2 separate regions of the Zea mays genome follow, and region 1 is linked to region 2. The links are chromatin contacts, called in public Hi-C maps. All regions are on one chromosome and are shown on one strand. Each heading gives the region's core, a stretch centred on a gene start, on an enhancer-like site or on the middle of the called end of the contact. The rest is flanking DNA. Distances are from core to core; before and after follow the strand shown.

What was found. Hi-C and Micro-C count contacts between places; a contact is called where the count stands out from the background.
Region 1: a Hi-C map of endosperm shows a contact between it and region 2, with 2.6 times the contacts expected there. The contact joins the enhancer-like site here to the promoter of LOC100282724 in region 2. A contact is called at or near these places in 3 of 25 Hi-C or Micro-C datasets (endosperm and leaf).

Annotation. Positions count from the first base shown.
Region 1 is chr1:287,171,910-287,175,888 of Zm-B73-REFERENCE-NAM-5.0, forward strand. No RefSeq gene overlaps it. Among protein-coding and RNA genes, the nearest start is that of LOC100277644, 15 kb to the left of the region's middle. Within about 2 kb of position 1,397, at least 17 of the 20 cell types and tissues checked have an H3K27ac peak or open chromatin away from gene starts, as enhancers often do. A contact at or near this core is called in endosperm, where this site is marked.
Region 2 is chr1:287,020,695-287,024,433 of Zm-B73-REFERENCE-NAM-5.0, forward strand. LOC100282724 reads left to right here and starts at 2,111. Exons shown (of 5, transcript NM_001155631.2): 1 at 2,111-2,481; 2 at 2,621-2,751; 3 at 2,903-3,263; 4 at 3,359-3,435; 5 at 3,575-3,739. The coding sequence starts at 2,271.

The DNA of each region.
Region 1 (3,979 bases), core at 147-2,646, 150 kb after region 2:
TGTATGATATATTAGTAGGAACACTTTTAAAACATGTCTGGTAAGTTGTTTTGAATTTCAAAAACTGAATTAGAAATGAATCTCTTCGAGAGAAAAATCAGCAATAGTCGACTAGGACGGGCTTTACGGAGGGAGCCGACCACTATAGTTGGCCTGGACGACTTTGCACTAGCAAGCTATCTATCTTGATTGGCTTCAGTGATTCGGCCTAGCCAATTCCATGCAGTGGCAATACCATTCTCCTTTGTTCTATTGTTGCATGTTAATATATGTGACCCTATTTTTAGATAAAAACCTTATAAATTTGAAAACACTAAATAGTGATGATTTCAATCTATTAACTGTCTAGCATCTAAGAGCAATCTATACAATGACCATATTCATTTATTCTAAGGATGATACAAGTATCGACCGTCGTTTAGAAGGTATTCAAGGCTTCTTGTCAAATATTGATTGCTCTCGGGAGACTACCACCTACAGTATCTCTATCATATATAAAATTTCAATTATTACTCTGATCACTTTATAAGGACATTTCCAACTTAGTGACCATTAGCCAAGCAGCCCAAGCTTGTTGCTTTTCGATCTAATTGATAGTATGATTTTTCCAAACTAGATCTGTGTCACAGCAAAGGCACCATGTACCAAAGGTACCTGTAATAAAAGGATTGCTATGGGAGCAAGGGGGCCGGGTGAGCCTTTGTACAGTAGTAGGGTATGTCCACCAGGTTATAACATCACGAACCAAATGCACAAGGATTTTACAGGTATTTTGGATCGCACAGTATGTAAGAACCTATGTTCTCTTGCTGATGGTGGATTACTTTATGAAAAATATATATAAAAAAGATTATAAGCCCCAAACCGGCCGGCTTTAGTGATTGTTTCAGGAATGGGTAGGCGGCTTTAGTGATTGTTTGGAGAGCTAGCTGATCGAGTTTAGAGCGGGGCAGCACCTTCGATTTTTACGTGTCAACAATCACATACAGTACACGCAACGGGCCGGTCCAAAGGAAGTTGAGAAGCATCCATACGATTAAACATTGTACGTACGTACTCGTATTCGTATTGCTGCTACATGTACACCTTGCTCTACAGGGGCGACAGGCTTTGTCCGGACGTGGCGTAACACGCATGTAGTACCACCATGCACGCACGCACAGCACGCGCGGTACTGTATAACCATACCGTGCTTCGCTCGCCTTCCCGTCTGCCTGCCGCCACGGCCACGGTCCATGCACCATGCATGCTGCTCCTGCGCTGCAGAAGTGCAGAGCGGGAATTTGGAATCCTCCCTGCAAAGCGCAACCAGCGACCAGCGTCCGGACTCCGGAGTCCGGACTGCTCGCCTCTCGCCTCGGTCGGCCGGTCGGTCGGTCGGCGTGGTGGCCCAGTCCCCGACGCGGCGGGGCCCACAGAGCTCGTAACGCACGCCTATCGTCATCACGGTAGAGCTCCATGCACATCCTACACCAATAATCACTGGCAGAAGAAATGGGTGGGGGGAAAAAAGAAACCTTGCTCTCGCTCGATTCACACATGTTCTGCAAAGCCGAAGCCGGCCAGCGTTGTGTGTCCGCGACCGCTACGCGCCTACGCCCAGGTCGGAAGGAAACCAACCACACTACTCGATCGTTTGCGAAGAAGGCGGCCCTGCCTGTTGGTCCTGGTCTATCCTATCGCTAGCCAAGCACTCGGCGGCGAATGATTAACACCTCCTGGCGCCCGTACGCGATGCAGTCGAATTACGCTGTGACGCACGCAGCTCGCGAACGGGCGGGGAGGACGCGTCGTCGGAGGAGCGTGCCGCGCGGGGGCGGGGCAGCCTGGCAGGCGGTCGTACGCTACGCTCCCGGCTCCCCCCGGCGGAAACGACCGCGTGCAGCAGGTGCCTCCTGCCTGCCTGCCTCCCCCGCCGCCCGGATTCCTGCGCCCAGAACGATCTGATCCACACCGATCCATCCCAGCCGATCGAGCCGCGCCGAGCGTGTCCAGTCCTCTCGGCGCGGCGTGCCCAATGCCAGCCACCAGCAGCTGCCGTGGCCGGGTCACCTCTTGTTTGGGGGCGACCCACCCCGGGTGGACGCAAAGGCAAGGGCATGCGGAGCGAGCGGCAGGGAAGGGAGGGCCGGCAAACGCAAAGCGCAAAAGCGACACGCGCAAAAGCGACACGCTACGGGGGGGGGGGGGGGGGGGGGGGGGGGGCTAGGCTACCTAGCGGAGAGCCGCGCGCTGGCTGGTGCCTGCGGCCTGCCTGCCTGCCTGTGTCTGTGTCTGTGTCTGTGTGGTGGTGTGCCGATGGATTTGACTCCTAGAAACCCGGGCTCCCTAGTCCTTGCCCGGCCGGGGCGGCCTTTTCCCTCGCTGTGGCTGCTTCGCTTCTCCCGGACACGACGACCGATCATGGATGGAGACCGCCGACGACGGAGAGATTCTCTCCTCGACTCGACACCCGGCCTCTTCCTGGCGTGTGTCTGCGCGTGCTAGCTAGCTAGCTAGCTATCATAGTAGCTGCTAGCGCGCGGTAGTACCACTACTATACTACGAGGCGTACGTAGCTCGTTCCGTGTCATCATGGTACACGCTACGCTGAACCCGCTGGCTGCCTGTGTCTAGGAGGCGCCGCGCCACTAGTGTGTCCGTCGATTCCTTTGCTTTGTTTTTGTTTTCCCCGGGCATATGCATGGGCATCTGCATGCAATCTGCATGACACTAGTGGTAAGTAACGTTGCTGAGGCCTGAGGGAGGCCTGGAGCCCAACAATAATGATGGCGTGCTTGGGTTGGGTGGACGTGGAACGGAAGTTTAAATCGGCACATGTTTGGGGTGGCACGAAAGCAATGTGCCAATATAGAAGCAGCGGTACGACCAAAAGCTCTGATGAGTCTGTACATGGGAAACTAGGGTACTGATGATGAGGATTCGGAACGTGGAAAAGGTCCAACATTGCGGTGTGGCATGATGGCTCATGAGTGAAGATGGAAAGGGCGAGGAGGGATGGGAGGATAGAGAGAGAGAGAGAGAGAGAGAGAGAGAGAGAGAGAGAGAGAGAGAGAGAGAGAGAGAGACTGTCATCGGACATGAGACATCAACATGCATGCACTCCGGAATCGGAGTCTGGGCACGCTGAAATCTTGGGTGAGTGGCCAAGGGTGGGGGAGCCGTGAGTCTGGTCTGGTCACTCAATTGTGCCTGGCCTGGCCAGCACTTTCGGAGTTCGGGAAAGATGAATGAATGGGACGGATGGACTGACGGGCCGAAAGGACGGGTGCAGGCAGCAGGCAGGCAGAGTGCAGGGCCTCGTACCGGCCAACACATGTTTGTCCACCGCCCGTCGGCGTCGCGCTGAATGACAGGACGTGACATGAGGAAACAAACTCTTGTACCCTTGCATGCTTTTTCCCCCCTCTGGCCGGGCTGGGCTCTCGACCACCGCTCGCTCCTCGCCGGCGAGGTGAAAGAGTGAGGGGGGCGAGTCCGCACTGCACGCACGCAGTCCGACGCATGCATGCACGTCAAGAAGAATATCGGGTGGGGCCGGGTGTGTGTGTGTGTGGAGAACGCCGCGTCTTTTCTCGCCGGCCGGAGCGAATCGAGATACGTACATGACTGCAGTGCAGATTAGCGCAGTGGTAGGAAGCATGATGATGGTGGTCAAGCTTGGGATTCGTGCCGCCCTGCGCTTAAGCTGTTCAAAAAGGCGAAAGAGGCACGCGCTTGAGAAATATGGGGGCACCGCTGCTGATGGAGCAGCGCTTGCCTGCTGCTCTGCTCGCAAATCCACGGTCGAGACGAGGTGGTCTTTGCAGAATCTTTTGGGGGCGGCCTAGATCCATGAACGCTCTCCTGGATTCGGTGCATACGTACACCCTGTATACTGTATTGCACGAGAAGATCGGTACAGAGTGGTCCGTCCATTATCGATGCTTGCTTATGTTCGAGAATCCCATGATCGTTGTATTTGTACGTGGCATTGATT
Region 2 (3,739 bases), core at 861-3,360:
AGTTAAAGTCAAATAAGCTTTAATCATCAGTTTTCTTTTTTTTTTAAAAAAATATAGCTTTAATAGGACGAGATCGATTGTGGAAGAAGATAACATGAGAGGCTGTTACAAGTACGGGTGGTAATAGTCTAATAGACCATGATCAAATGTTTCTTCATAATTTGTTTAAATCTTTAATTAATTTTAGTATTCAAAAAATAAATAGAAATTGGGTCCGATTTTAATTTGTTCCGGTTCTTAAACTTTATATTATGAAATTTAGAGCTCATTACCACCCATAGTTAGGACTTAGGAGGGACCATATGATCATCATCACTTAATTGGACATGGAAGCGTGAGCTTTAAGGACTTCAGATCGAACACGAACACATGAATCCAGTCTTCATATGCATGGAAATCGAGTAGGACGCGTACGTGTATGCTAATGATTCTTATCGGACACGGACGCGTGAGCAGGACCGAAACGAACGTGGTAACATTATATAAACGATGTTTTGGTCTTTTTAGGTGTAAGAGTTTCACGTTCGCACCTAGAACTAGCTAGTTTTGTTTAAACTATTGATTGGCCCTTTTATTATCTTGGTGACAACGTAACATTTTTTAGCTATATATGGTCATGTTTAGATATTACTCACCCCGTTTCAAAATAATGTTCGTTTTATCTATTGGTTTTTATGTTTATATTGAAATAGATATGACGAATCTAGCCACATATACAAAATACATACATCAAGAACTGTATAAACCAAGTAATTTTTTAAAACGACTACTATTTTAAAACGAATATAGTATTTATTTTAGATAAGTTCAAATAATCTACCCTGTGCACTATATTGTTTGGTTTGGAATTTAACGTCCGGTAGCTTTCTCAGTTTTAGATATAAACATGTATATAAGTAATAGAAATAGATTTTTTCGATCTTTCTGCTCCCTCTCTTTTTATGCAACTTACATCATGCCTTTTGGGCTCGCTCACGCGTAGCAGCCAGTGTATCATGTATACGGATTGATGAAGTAGCTTAGAAATGGAGACTCCCGATATTTGATGATCGTGGAGATAGTTTGATTTGAGACGAAGGTCAACTTCAGTGTTTGGCGGTCCGACTATATGACACTAGCAGAATATTGTGTCTTAGCCATTGGTGTGCCAACTTTAGATGATCAAGACAAGATACTTCTTCCCCCTAGCTAGAGTGAGGTATGCACCCGTGTTTGTTTTGGGAAAGCCACTTTGCATGCTCGAGTTTTGCCAAATTAAAAAAGAAAACAACAGTGTCGAAGAAGTTAACCTTTTCGCCAGATTCCCAGGCAAAAGATCTCCATATGGAGCCATGGAACGAACTATCCGGAGCGTACGGCCTTTGTGTATCATCATCGACTTGGACTTGCATCGTGCACGAGGACAGCCAGAGAAAACAAATGGCAGGAGGCAGGACCACAGCGTGCTTGGGAGCGCTGCCAACAAAACCAAACGCATCCATCTGACCCCACCCCCCGCGCGCGCAGCCTCCAGACGTCCCGAAACGCCAATCCGCCACCGAAACCGATGGGCCAATCCTCCAGATGTCCCCCGTGAGACCAGGGACATGGAGATGGAAGAATCACCACGGACGATTCACGTCTAAAAAAAGGCGTTCGTCATCCATTCCAGGCCAGGCAGGATCTCACCTGGGCACGCAAGCTGTCAAGGCGTCGATCACGCATGTAAAAACTTGCACGGAACGTAAGCTAAAGCAAAAAAACGGAAGGGACCCCGCTGCAGTTCTCGGAGAGACGCGAGGGGTGCAGGCGCAAAACTACGCGTGTGGTGTGAGAAGCGGTAACTCGAGGCCGCGCCGATGGAGGGATCCCACGATTCACCGTGGAGTGTTGAGAGAGACAGAGACGTCCGGCTCCGGCCGCGACCGCGAGCTTATCGCGCTGGATGCGACGTGAGGAATCGGCAACGCAGCGCGCGCCCACCGCACCCCAGGCGCCGCGTGGTTTGGGGGCGTGGTCTCTCTCTCTCTCTCTCCTCCCATCCTGCGGTCCAGCTCGCAGATTCCATTCGCCCCGCTCGCCGCCACCACCCGTCTATACATATGCCAGGGCGGGCGCACCTCCGGAATCCAGATCCCCTCACAGTCATCCTCCACCCACCCCACCCACCGCCTCCGCCTCTCTCTCTTTCGTTTGTTCGTCTCGGCTTCCGGTCGCCGATTCTTCTCTGCGCAAAAGATTCCTGGTGGTGGTGCCCGTACCTTGCTCCACGCCTCGCTCGCGTCGCGTGCATGGGGCTGGACGTCGGCGGCATCGGGATGGGCCTGGATCTGGGTCTGGACCTCGGGCTGTTCGCCGCGCGGAGCGCCGGAGGGATGGCGGCCGCGGCCAAGGGTGCGCCGGCGGAGATCGAGTCCTGCATCAGGAGCCTCGAGGAGGAGCGCCGGAAGATCGAGGTGTTCAGGCGCGAGCTCCCGCTCTGCGTGCGTCTCCTCGCCGATGGTGAGAAGTGGTCTCCTGCTGTCCTTTCATGTACTTCTTCCTATCCTACGTATATACGCGCGCGCGCGCGTTGTTGTGGTCTCTCTTCTCGGCCCCTGGTTCGCTGACGCGGTGGTGGTGCGTGCGTCGCGGCCTGCAGTGATCGACGAATTGAAGGATGAGGCCGCCAAGAGAGGCGGAGACGCGGAGGCCAAGGCCGACGACGGCGATAAGCGGAAATGGATGAGCACCGCTCAGCTGTGGCTCGACAGCGACGCCAAATCCGACGAGGTAGAGCAGGCAACTCTAGTACGCCATGCTGCTTGTTTTCATCAGATTGCTCTATTGTTTTCCTTTTTGATCCATGGGTCTTTCATGTTTAGGGTCATTCTTACCAAATAAAATCAAACTGTAACACGGATTATTTTATCTCTACTTACAGTCTGACAAAGAGCAACTGAGTGAAATCACTTCGCCGGAGCCCAAGTTGCTCGGTGGCGCACCCATGCCCATAAGGGCCGTTGCGGCGGTGCCACCCCTGCCGCCTCCATTCTTCAGGAGAGAAGACAGCTCTGCCGGCAGTGGTCTGTCGCTGGTACCACCCGCAGCTAAGCCGCCGATTCCTCCCATGTCTGCCAGCGACAACGCGAGCGGCAGATTCTGTGCCACTATGCCACCGTCTGGCTCTGGGGCCAACTTGCACTCTCAGGCTCAGCAGCAAGCCAGGAAGGCGAGGCGGTGCTGGTCGCCGGAGCTTCACCGGCTGTTTGTTGCCGCCTTGCATCAACTCGGCGGCCCTCAAGGTACATATACACGACACCGCGGATCGTCTGTAAGAAGTTTACTACTAGTTGCTTGCTAGAGGAGATGTGTTAACGAATTTCACCGTTGGTTGCAGTTGCTACTCCGAAGCAGATCAGGGAGGTGATGAAGGTGGACGGGCTTACAAACGATGAAGTGAAAAGCCATCTCCAGGTGAGCAATGATCCGTTTTGTCCGGGCATTATTATTTCCTTCTAGTAGCGCCGCGCCGGTGCCTATTTCAGACGAAGGCGATGATATAGCATCTTGTTTTGGAAACTGATTCGATCGGCGTGTCGTGTTCGTATTTCAGAAGTACCGGCTGCACAACAGAAGATCCCCCGGCGTCGTGGCTCCGGTGAGCCAGTCGGTCATGCTGGCGGGCGGCCTCTGGGCTCCTCCTCATCAGGAGCAAAGCAGCTCGCAGTCCGGGTCTCCCCAGGGCCCGCTTCAGTTCTCTGGATCCGGTGTAGCGGCC